Regions from separate parts of the Zea mays genome. Here region 2 is linked to region 1. Evidence: chromatin contacts called from public Hi-C data. All regions are on one chromosome and are shown on one strand. The core of a region is the stretch at or near the end of the contact, and the rest is flanking DNA. Distances in the headings are between cores, read along the strand shown. Region 1 holds the start of LOC100282207 (2-hydroxy-3-oxopropionate reductase). Region 2 holds the start of LOC100283532.

Region 1 (5,937 bases), core at 1,283-3,782:
GGCGCACTGGACAGTCCGGTGCACCACCGGTGCGCCAACGATCGACTCCAACGGCTAGTTCTGACAGCTAGCCGTTGGGCAGATGGCACACCGGACAGTCCGGTGCGATGTCCGGTGTGCCACTAAAATTCAGCTAGCGAACTCTACGCTCTCGGGTTTCTGCGCAGGGGAAAGACCTTCCCCGGGCCAACTTGGCCCCACCTGACAGAGGGCACACCGGACAGTCTGGTGCCCCAAAGCCAGAAACCCTAGTTTCTATTTTCTTCTGTTTTTCAAATCGGTTTTCATTCTAACTTGTGAGTATGTTCTAAAGTGACACCTAGCACTATATGTGAGTGTGAATATGCACCAACACTACACTAGAACTCTCTTGGTCAAACTACTCATCGATAACCCCTATTTATAGTATGGCTAAAACAAAATAAAAGACCTAACTATATCACGAGTGTGCGCAACTCCTTGACACTCAGAATACGAAGACCTTCACTTTTTGTTTCGTCGCTTTAGCCTTCGCTTCAAGTTCTTATCTCCAGGATTGTTTTCACCGTTGTAGTACATCTACCTGTAATGCGACCTAACTAACCATTTGTCTCTGCAAAACACACGTTAGTCACATATAATATTACGTTGTCATTAATCACTAAAACCAACCAGGGGCCTAGATGCTTTCAAGTGTCTTCGGCGAAGTCATGCTCGGTCTGAGTGTTTGGGGAGCTTCACTAGCCTAAGCTGGTCGTGGAGCTCGACTAGGCGGAGATAGGATGGGATGGCCGGGCTACGATGGCCGAGGTTTTGGCGAGCTTGCGGACAGCGCCGCGCTCGATTTCCTGACAATCATCAGCGTCCAGTCGTCGGCAAGGGTGGGAGGCGTGCAGAAGGGCAAAGTCGAGGGGCTGGGGCTTCTTATAGGCGAAGGCGTGGGCACGGGCGCGGGGCTAGGCATGCGGTCGAGCCGACCAAAGCTCGTGGCGTGCGTGGGCACGGTCAGAGCGCGTTCCCGAGTGCCAGCCGAGGTCGAACATGTGGAGGTTTGCTTCTGCCCATGTCCAAGCACCTATTTAGCTGCTCTAACGTGTGTATCTTGGCAAAGATCTCGTGTAAGGTCTCTTCCCTGTTCCAAATCCTTTCTTTTCTATGTGAGTTCCGACCGTAGATATGCTTAGGATGAGGAGAAAAGCTTGAAAAGCTTGTGTCAAGTTGGGTCTGTCACTCAGCATGGGTCGCGACAAAAACCAGGCCAAAGCGTGTCAAACAGTTTTGGTTTAGTTTCAAACTTCACCAGGGTGTGTCTGAGGTATTTAGGTGCCACTTTGTCCATAGGACCATTTGCTTTTGAGTTTTGGAGCTAGGTGAACACGGTTGATCTTTGAAAATGGGATGAAAAAGACTTAGAGAAAATATTGATTTCCCCCTTTGGGTTCCTTAGTTGAGTATCCAATTTGGGGCTATTTTAGATTCATTTTGGGGAAACTTCCTTGCTATATTTAGTAGATATTTTGGTAATCTTCAACTTGTATAATTAGTCCAACTCATGATAATGTTATCCTCATTGTCTTTTTACCTGATTTATGCATTGTTTCATATGTCTCATGTGAATAGACTTAAGTTTTTTTAGAAACTTTTCTCTCTGTTATAGGCACCATAAGGTTAAGGTAGGCATCTTAGAATAATAAACACTTGCTAACCATTTGATTGCTAAGTTTTGGTTATCTTGGGCTTAACTAAACCACATGTGATAATAGGTCAAGGGTGTGGGTACAGAGTAGAAACCCTGAGTAACACCTGTGGTGTTACAACCCTCCCCCTAAAAAGAATCTCGTCCTGAGATTTGGGTGAGATTATAAGTGGTAAGGAGGTGGGTGACTCTACTGCCTAAACAGGGGTGGTGTACATTTTGAGACATTTTGCCAACCAGCTCTTCGGATGTCATCCTCTTTGCAACTTCAGAAGGAAGCCCTATTATCCTTATCTAGAGGTTCCAATTTTCTTTAAGTAGTGAGGTATGATGGCATCTTAAAAGCAGAAAGCAAGGGGTGTGATGGGGTATGGTTATGTACCAACACTTTTTAATAGGAATTCAGGGTAGTTTCTGCTTAGAAAATCCTCGATCTCCCCTGTAGCTTCTTCTTCGGTGTGGTTGCTCCATTGGACTTTATACATCTTAACTGCAAGCACTCGTACCAGCCTCACAAGTTATGGACCTGAGTAAGTGAACACCAATGGCCCAATCAATAGCCACTGATCCAACGAACCCGTGCCTGATCCAATATGTTCCCTTAGTCCACGTGCTCAGCGACATACTTAAACTATAGCCATTACATCGTGTATTTGACCGTACAAAATACTGTTTTACAGTGAAGACTATACTATTTATATGGTGGAATTTAAAATAGAGATGATAATAAAATAAATAACTGAAGGGCCACAACGACTGTCCGATGCACTGTAGACGGTGGCGATCTAGGCATCCTGCGCTTCTCTCGCTACGTAGACAAGACCACAAAAAAAAAAACACTACGAGTACCATACAGAAGAAAATCGAGGATTGGCTGGGACGGACACAGATAGAGGAGGGTTTGCCCCTGCACACCGCTGCGCTACTGGGAGGAGCACAAGTGTATCGCTGTGGCTGCGGCGCCCGGCAGTCCGCCACAAGCACACGCGCACACAGGGGCCAAGCGCCTACACCTACAGAGGAGAGACAAGGTCTGCCGTCCGCGCGTGCGCGGAAGAGGGGACGGAGGAAGAAGGCTGCCAGCAATCAGAGATGGAGGTGGGGTTCTTGGGTCTGGGCATCATGGGCAAGGCAATGGCGACCAACCTCCTCCGCCACGGCTTCCGCGTCACCGTCTGGAACAGGACCCTCGCCAAGGTATTGCATCGGAACCGCTGCGCCCGCGCCCTTATGTTCTGCTGAAATCCGAATCCGTCGCCTCCCGTCCGCACGCGTGCTCCCGAAATCACATCTCCATGACCTCTTCTCCTAGTGCCAAGAGCTCGCCGCGCTCGGCGCCACCGTCGGGGAGACGCCTGCCTCCGTCGTCTCCAAGTGCAGATACACCATCGCCATGCTCTCCGACCCCAGCGCCGCCCTATCAGTTAAGACACGGTTCATATTATTCAGCCGTGGTTCCTCTTTCTTATACAGGATATAGGAAATACGCGACGTTTCATTTTTTTTTCTAATCGATTTCCGGTCCGGCGGTCCCTGTTTTTCCACCTAGGTCGTCTTCGACAAGGATGGCGTGCTCGAGCAGATCGGTAGCGGGAAGGGCTATGTGGACATGTCCACTGTTGACGCTGCAACTTCGACCAAGATTAGCGAGGTATCTCCCTCAGCTGCTTCTGTTTTATCAGATTGCAAAGCCTCTTTTCCTACATTACATTCAGTTCTGGTATCTATTTGGTTTTTGGCTATTGTGCAGCTATAAGATGCCGCTTTCTTTGTTTTTGGCGTCAGTGGTAGATGACGAGGTAGTTTGATTGTCTGGATATCTAGATCGCCACTGAGCAATGGTTGCAGGGATAGACCTTGCATCATATCTTTCCATTTTATCAAGCTTGTCTAATGTATCGTATTCTACTAGTGTTAGCCGTTTTAGGATGAGCAACCTGTTGAAGATATGTCCAAGAGACAATCACAAATAATTCAGATTAGAGTCCAACTCGTATTGGGATTAAAGGTGTAATGGGCCACGACCAATTAATACGCTCTATAAATATATGGGAAGCGGCTAGGATTACATGATAGCTGTCCAATGAGCTTCACCATAAATGGACTTACGAAGTTTATATCTTGTACTGTGGTGTGGAAGGGGAGCCTCATCAGTTCGATTGCTGCAGATGGCTAGGCCGAACCACAGATGGCAAAGATCCTTGAATCGCTCACATGATGATGTGCCCTCATCTTGCTCTAGGGGGTCCTCCTTGCCAGTCGTAGGTGGAGAAGACGAGCTTGCTGAAGTGGGGAACACCTGAACAGTGTTCTTAAGGCGTCGCCTAGGCGACGCTTAGGCGTCCAGGCGCCCGGGCAAAACTGGCCGTCTTGCTCGCCATACCCGCCTAGGCGCCGCCTAGGCGCTAAAGCGGTTTTCTGGTCCACCTGCTCGCCTAGGCGCCTTAAGAACACTGCACCTGAACTGACGTGCGCACGGGCAACATTTACAGTGGAGGAGGCCTGCACAGATGAGCAAGGTGGCCCCTGCGGAAACATTGATAGCAGGGACGAAGGGGGCAATAGTGGCTGTTGCGGTGTGTAGGAGGGTGGCAAGCAGGGTGGTGGAGGCCAGTACAGTGGTGGTGCTGTAGAAGGATGGAAACATCGTCGCTCCGTACCCTGGCATCCTATAGGGAAAACCCTGGTGCATGGCGCTCACAGAGTAGGACGCCTGTTGGTGCTCTAGTGACGATATGCGGGTGGTCAGATTAGCTAGTTGCATGGTGATGTCCACGAAGGCCTTCACGGTGCCGTTGGTGGCCTATGGTGGGATTGACGACTGCTTCTCGGAGTCATTGTCAATCGGCATCTCCAATACCAGATTGATAGGATCTGGAATCTTGTTGCGGTTCTGTAAGTTGTATGGATAGAAAATCGATGGCCACAACGTGTACCTCCGGCAGCACACAAGAGTCGTGGTCACACACAGGAAGTAGGGAAATAAGCGAGCGAGAAAGAGACGTGGGAGATGGCCCTTGAGGTCGAGAAAGATAATTATCTTGCTTGCTTAGATTGATATATCTCATCTCTTTATATAGAGGCTTACTTGACCACTGAGGAAGTTATCATTATTGTTATCGAAACCTCCTAATCAAGAATGAAGAATCAATCATGATCCTATTTTATGGAAACAAATGCAAAGTATATAAGAAAGGAAATTCTATGGCATTTCGTTTCTAATTGTCCGCATGATGGTCTCGACGTCTATAGGTGACACCAGTCAGAACAGAAGGGCGCTAAGGCCATTTGATCTATTTTCTTAATCCTTGTGCACAAGCCTAAACGAATTACATTTGAAATTATTGGGAGTATTTCAGGCATATTAACTCTTTTAGTGGTATTGAACTATTGATGCGAATATAAAAGATTTTCTAGAGGAAAATAGGAAATTAATTAAATATAAAATATTTGAGATGCCACATGGATTGTATAACTAGGTTTGTCATCAAGGAACACTATTGATGAAGCTCGCCTACAAGCTCACAGGATCTCTGAAAACAAGCGCGCTCCCTTCCTTGCTTGGATAGAGCTTTGTACATAGTTTGGTCCAGCCTAAAACCTCAGGCTTCCTGTTTTCTTTGCTGTTGCTATTCTTTTTTATTATGTTTCTATTGTACAGTTGGGTATTTTTTATTTAATAAAATCTATGGGGACTTCCCCTGCTGTTTTTTGGTCAACAAATATATCTGCCACGACTAAGGTACAGTCAATACAAATGAAATTTTCCCAATTGATTATAAAGCATGAAAAACCATAAGAAAATGTCCCAAAATGAGTCAAAGGATATCCTAGATTACCATTAACAAAGACTAGTACAAACAGCACTACATAGTAGCTAGTCTATTTTGCAAGCTGATTCTTATATGTTCATAAATGGATAGAAGAGAACAAAAATGTTGCTGTATCATTGGTGTGTATTCTTGTATGCTAACAGAATGAAAGGTACTTCCCATAAATAGCTGAAATGCCATATAATTATGCTGTATAGCATTATAAGAAAAATGTATTTGGTGGGTACACTCACAGATACAATATAGTTTGTTTTTCCTGATTTATAAACTGGCACAGAAGGCATGGTGATCATGGTGGGAGCTGGGAAGTTTGTGTATGTTTTGTACCTTTTACATGGAAGCTACATTGGCAGTAAATGGAGCTTAACTTATTTGTAAGGAAGAACACTGAAGCTAGCATAAGATGTATGTAAGATGAATTCTATACTG
Region 2 (6,178 bases), core at 205-2,704, 230 kb after region 1:
GATTAAGGAAAAGTCTCATTCGATCTAAGTGACCGTTTGAGAGAGAGGGAAATGGTTGAAATAGACTCGGCCTTTGTGGACTCCTCAACGGGGACTAGGTTTTTTGGAACCGAACCTCGGTAAAACAAATCACCGTGTCTACTCGCTTTGATTCTCGTTTGATTTGTTTGCCCTTTCTCCTCTCTCTAACGTTTCCTTGCTAGTATTGATTTGAGTTCGCTCCCATACGTCATCTGCATCCTTTGAGCAACTCTTAGCAAGAAAAACAATCTTTCGGATTTGAATATAATTCTAACGCTAACCTCGGCCTTTAGTGTGTTAAAAATTTATAAATTTCAGGTTTCGCCTATTCACCCCCCTCTAGGCGACTTTCAATTGTACTAATATTTTTAAATAGTTTTGGAATACTAACGGTTTTAAGATGTCATGACACAACTGTAGTATTTTTAACATCACTCTTAACAATACGTGTTTGGAGACAAAATATTTCAAACCATAATATTTAGTATACATATGCAAGGCTAGCCATATATAAAATATTTAGGTTGGAGTGGAGTTTTAAATACTCCAAAAATATCATGGTATCTATAAAACCATAACATTATAACTAGAGTTTTTTACGAGATAGCCAAACACCTCTTATCAATAAATATGCTACCTTCGTTTCAAAATATGTTTCTTTCTAGGTTTTTTTGGTCCACATTCATTTTAATAATAATAAATACAGATATACGTGCAAATTACATTCACAGATTAACTAATAAATACATATTTAACATAAAACGAATTTTATTTTGGGACAAAGGAAATATTATAGTATTTTTCGTACCATGGTTTTAATTTTAAAACTCCAAAAATATTTCCTCCACACCTGCATAAAGAAAAGAGCGCACACTGCACACATCGAATCAACCCAACCGAATGCCCCCAATCCGTGTAATAGACGATGGTCCGAGTACGGTGGGCGAGCAGCATGGACCTTTGAGTTTGAGAGCGATGTGGGCACGGTGGGAGCACGAGCTCTGCTAATAGGAGTACAGGCTCCGTCGCCTCCGCCACTTGATTGAAGTGACGAACCGACGATTGCCCAGCAGTCTCGCTGAACCGGAAAGCGAAGTGTGGAACACGAAACCGAGTGCGACGGAAGAAGAGGAGCCGGATCCGGCAAGGGAAGTGGAACATGGAAAACAACTCAAATGGGCTCGTTTTCAGTAGATGCGGCCCATGATTTGGTGAAAAAAACCGGCCCAATCACGTCACGTCCGTCAAGCCAATCTTGATCAGCAAGGTGGGTCCATGACTAATCTTGGCCTAGCTTCTGTAGTGCGCGGAAAGCCGAGCCCAGTTCACGGGCCCACTATCCTTTTGCAGTTTTGCTCCCACAGTGCCCCTTGCTTGAAAGCGAACTGGAACATGTTTTGGACGACGAGCACCTCGTGGTTTCCGCTTTTCCCAAATTGCCCCTCTGAAATCCTCGCAGGCCTACGGTCTCGCGGTATTGCGCTTCTCGTCTTCTCTAATCCTCTTCTGCTCCCTCCACTACCAGTCCACCACCACCACTGCTACCATCGGTTCCCCAAACCCTAGCCAAGGGACACGGTGGCCAGCGATGGACGGCGACAGAGAAGGCGCTGCGGCGGTGCACCACCACGCGCGCTCCCCCGAGGACGTCTTCCGCGATTTCCGCGCGCGCCGCGCCGGCATCGTCAAGGCACTCACCACGGGTCAGCTTGTCTCACGCATTTCCTGCCTCCTCCTGTTTGTCCTCTTGGTTTGTGGATGCTTCTCTGATGCTACAGCTGCTTCCGTGGTGCGCGCAGATGTGGAGAAGTTCTATCAGCAGTGCGATCCAGGTGACGCGCCCGACTTTGCTCCCCTCTTTTTTTTCCCGTCCGTCTGTACTGCTCTTATCTTCGAGCTAAGCTTCGCCTTTCACTATATGCCGATCCGGCGTTTGTTTATGGAGCTCGATCCGGTTGCCGTTTAGAGATTCGTCGGATTATTTAAGGACGAATAGTGGTATTGTTAGCCCTTTACTTTTGTCAGATATGTAAGTTTATTCTGTAATTGATCTCACCCTCCAATCTGTTAAGATCATCAATTCAAGGCCGTAAGCTAAAGAAACTTGCGTAGATGAGTACGTCAATTAAAGGAAGTGCTTGGTAAATGGCATGGTTATGTAATTTAAAGTCCTATAATATGCTCCAGCTGCGGTCATTTGAATTTCAGTTTACATGCATAATGCTTTGATTGTACGTAAAAAAAACCATGTACATTACATAATAAAGGGGATTGACCAATTTGCATTTCCGTTTACATGCATAATGCTTGGGTTGTACGTAACAAACCATGTACCTTGCATAATGAAGGGGATTGACCAATCACAGTGCAGTATCACTTGATGGGACACACGATCATTTGGCTCATGTTGGTGTATGTCGGTATTTGCTGAAAGTTGCAGCCTCAGTAGAGTTGAATTGTACTCATTGTCATTGGTTACCATGGGCCTATTCATTTAAACCCTCAGATAGATGCCGTTTTGAGCTACAATCTGTTACTGCTGCTGTGAGGATTGAAATCTGGTTAAAACTATAAAAGCTAGCAAAATTGATGTAGTGCTTTTGACATGATATATCATGTAACCTGGTTTTTCCAGGTTGCCCTCCTGTGAATGAAAAAAGAATGAGAAGTAATATATGTTAGTAGAAGGAATTACAAATTGTATGAAGAATTGTGAAGTGGAGACAAGATAAAAGTCAGATGCAGACATTAATGGTGACTGGCCTAATATTGCTCAATGTCCACAAGTAATCCTGACATACATTCATGGAAAACAGTTATGAGTAAAGTGGCTTCTAGTCATCATTGCAGCATCTGTTTTACTTGATTAACATTTTTTAATAGCATCCTTGCTCTGCTGTCTACTGATGTTCAGTAACATGTCATAACTAGTGACGTGAACATATCAGATTCCATTTCCTTTGTTTTGTCCTGTTGACATATTTCTTTCCTTTTTATGCCAGAGAAAGAGAACTTGTGCCTTTATGGTTTGCCAAATGAGACTTGGGAGGTTACTCTTCCAGCTGAGGAAGTACCTCCTGAGCTTCCAGAACCAGCACTGGGCATAAACTTTGCCCGTGATGGAATGGTTGAAAAAGACTGGTTGTCTCTAGTTGCAGTTCATAGTGATGCGTGGCTCCTGTCTGTTGCATTCTACTTTGGAGCTCGCTTTGGATTTGATAAAGATGCAAGGTTTGTGTATTGTTTTTATTACAAAGGTTTAATTCATTTTCTTTGTGCTTTTATTCACCTCTTTACTGTATTTGTGTTTCCCTTTCATGTTTTTTTATTACAATATGGAACTTAGATACCTTTGGTCACAGTTTTGTTTCTATAATTTATTTTCATTTTTTTGGAAAAATGTTTTTCTTGACGCAAACGGCCCGGGGGGGGGGGGATATATTGTTCTTGTGTCTTGCTATGGGAATGGTTCAGGAGGGGGGAAGTGAGGCAGGGGGTGTTTGCTTCCAGAGGTTCTGGAGGCATCAGTTGCTGTGGGGAGATGCATATGTTGCTTCCACAGGTTGTGGAGGCATCAGATGCTATCGTGGAAACTGGACATTGGAGAGGGATCGTTGGGTTTTGTGGGCAAGAGTATTGTGGTGGTGCATTAGGGAAATGATGTAGGGAATGTGAGAGTTCAGGTATAAGACTGTGCTCAGTGGAAGGCTCCCTGCCATTATGCCATAGTTGTGGGGCGTCCCATTTCTAGGTGAGATGGGATTCCCTTAATTAGGTAATCTCCATTTTATTTTCCATTTATTATATCTGCAGCTATCTATCTTCCATTCTTTTGCTCATGATGCTCCTACCTCTCTCGTTGGAAAATTTATGTAAAGATGTATAAATGTTCCAGGTTTTATCCATTCTGTAGCAAAAAAAAAAAACCAAACAAAAGAAGAAAGAAAGCTATTACCACTGTTCCAAAATTTAGGTAGGTGTATAGCAAAAGCTATGTACCTAGAAAGGCCAAAACAACCTATAATTTGGGACACGCCGAGTAATTATTGGAGAACAAGAAAAATGAGATGATAATACATTGGCAGCATTTGGATTTCAGGAGAAGGCTCTTCACCATGATTAATAACCTGCCCACTGTTTATGAAGTTGTGACCGGGGTTGCTAAGAAGCAATCAAAAGCCCCCAACGGCAGCAGCAAAAGCAGCAAATCTAACTCTAAAGTAAGTAAATATCTTTGGTGTGTCTATGTGGATCAAAAGTAAGTATATGTGCTATATACCATCTTGCTAATGCTGTTCATGCAACCCCTGGCTCGTTTGGCGTGCCAACTCTTGCAGCCATCAAAACAGATCAATTCTAACAGTAAGCCTGTGAAGCCAGCCCACCCAAACGAAGAGGAGGATAGCGGCCGTGAGGACGCAGAGGAGGACCAGGCGTACCTGTGTGGGTCCTGTGGGGAAAGCTATGCGAATGGGGAGTTCTGGATCTGCTGCGATATCTGCGAGAAGTGGTTCCATGGCAAGTGTGTCCGCATCACCCCTGCAAAGGCAGAGCACATCAAGCAGTACAAGTGTCCCAGCTGCAGCACCAAGCGGAGCCGGGAATGACAGGCGCCCTGGGGCAGGACTCGCTCCCACTTGACGAAGCATTTAGAATCATTAGGAGCAGTGAAAGTGTGAAACTGTGTCATTAGAATCACTTCCTCTGTTTAGTGGACCAGTGCGTGTGCTGGCTGTTGTATTTTTCTCGTCGTGTGTTGTACACTGGTAGTAATGGACATGGTAGCTAGTGGTGACGTGTTGTGTTAGCAAGCAGGCTGACTGTTGTCATCGTAGAGTCGGATGAACTGCTGGAGTTTGGAAACACATGTTCAGTAATTCAGTGATGTTTAGCGTGTATGATAATTTTCTTCGGCTTGCACCTGACCTGAGCATATTATTGTGGCGAACTTGCGAAGCTAGTGCGCAGAAATTGACTGAGCTGAGTCCATCGTCACCGCAGTCACATAGATGTTCCTCCTGGAGGCATAGCATTTTAATGATAGAAAGAATGATGTAATCCATATAAAAAGTATTTACCATTTTTTAACCCCCGTATGAGCGAGCTCAAACAACAAACAATGTAAGTAAACAATGTAGGTGTTGTTTGATTTATATATTTGTAACGTGATAATTAACTGATAGCGTTAAACTATGTTAGTTTAAGACCAACCGTAATCTGATACCGACTAGAAATTAATAGTCTATTCAAATTTGTTATCGTTGGTATTCGAGCGTGAATCATTATCGTTGTTATTTACGTTACATTTCGTGAAACAAACAACACCGTAATTCATTTCGCTTCGTGAACAAAACAACATCGTAATTCATTTCGCTGCTCAGGCAAGGTGACATATACGAAGAGGTGGTAATGGATCACGATCCAAATATTTTTTCACAATTCATGTAAAGCCTTAATTAATTCTAGTTCCAAAATAAATAAGAATAGAGCTGGATCCTAATCCAATCAAATTCTTACTTTTTATAGTATAAAACTTAGGGTTTATTATCACCTCTACATATACCACTAGCTACTTCGCCGATAACCACGTAGCAAGTGCTGCTCCTCACAGGGTGGAGAAAGATGTGATCAGAGATAACGAATTAGTGACACTTCCTTGTCACCCTCTGCCAGAACATTCCTTTCTCTTCCTCCGCCAAGTTTGGACGTTAGGGGCTATTAGAATAGAGATGACAATGGAGACCTGATTTTCAATTTCCTAACGAGGAATTTCTCTTCAAAATTACTCATTCCGTTCTTTTTAATTTGTCACGTTTTAATTCAAAAATGAACTAGTGGGCGATAAATATTTGAGAATGATGTAGGCGTCCTTAGTAAATTTTATTAGCCTTTTTATTTAATTTTTCAATTCTAGCAGTTAAGTTAGCAATAATAGCAATATTTGCAACACATGAATCAACATCTACATCCTTGCATATATTACAAATAACAACATGCTTAATGGATGAATTAGAAGCATGTCATTCATTCAGTTTTCTATTCTAGCATTCAAATCATCATTTATAGTTTTAAGGCTAGAGATAGATGAATGCCAGGAAGATAATTTAGCAGATAGCAATTCATTCTTCTTTAATTCTAATGCAAGGGATTTCTCTAA

The links. A called contact is a pair of places that touch in the nucleus more often than the background predicts.
Region 2: a contact with region 1 is called in a Hi-C map of ear, with 2.1 times the contacts expected there. The contact joins the promoter of LOC100283532 here to the promoter of LOC100282207 in region 1. A contact is called at or near these places in 3 of 25 Hi-C or Micro-C datasets (ear, leaf and tassel).

The regions. Positions count from the first base shown.
Region 1 is chr4:125,204,747-125,210,683 of Zm-B73-REFERENCE-NAM-5.0, forward strand. LOC100282207 (2-hydroxy-3-oxopropionate reductase) reads left to right here and starts at 2,533. Exons shown (of 8, transcript NM_001155119.2): 1 at 2,533-2,872; 2 at 2,988-3,098; 3 at 3,225-3,326. The coding sequence starts at 2,768.
Region 2 is chr4:125,438,165-125,444,342 of Zm-B73-REFERENCE-NAM-5.0, forward strand. It overlaps LOC100283532, which reads left to right and starts at 1,455. Exons shown (of 5, transcript NM_001156432.2): 1 at 1,455-1,724; 2 at 1,821-1,853; 3 at 3,024-3,252; 4 at 4,121-4,241; 5 at 4,359-4,919. The coding sequence starts at 1,610. The coding sequence ends at 4,628.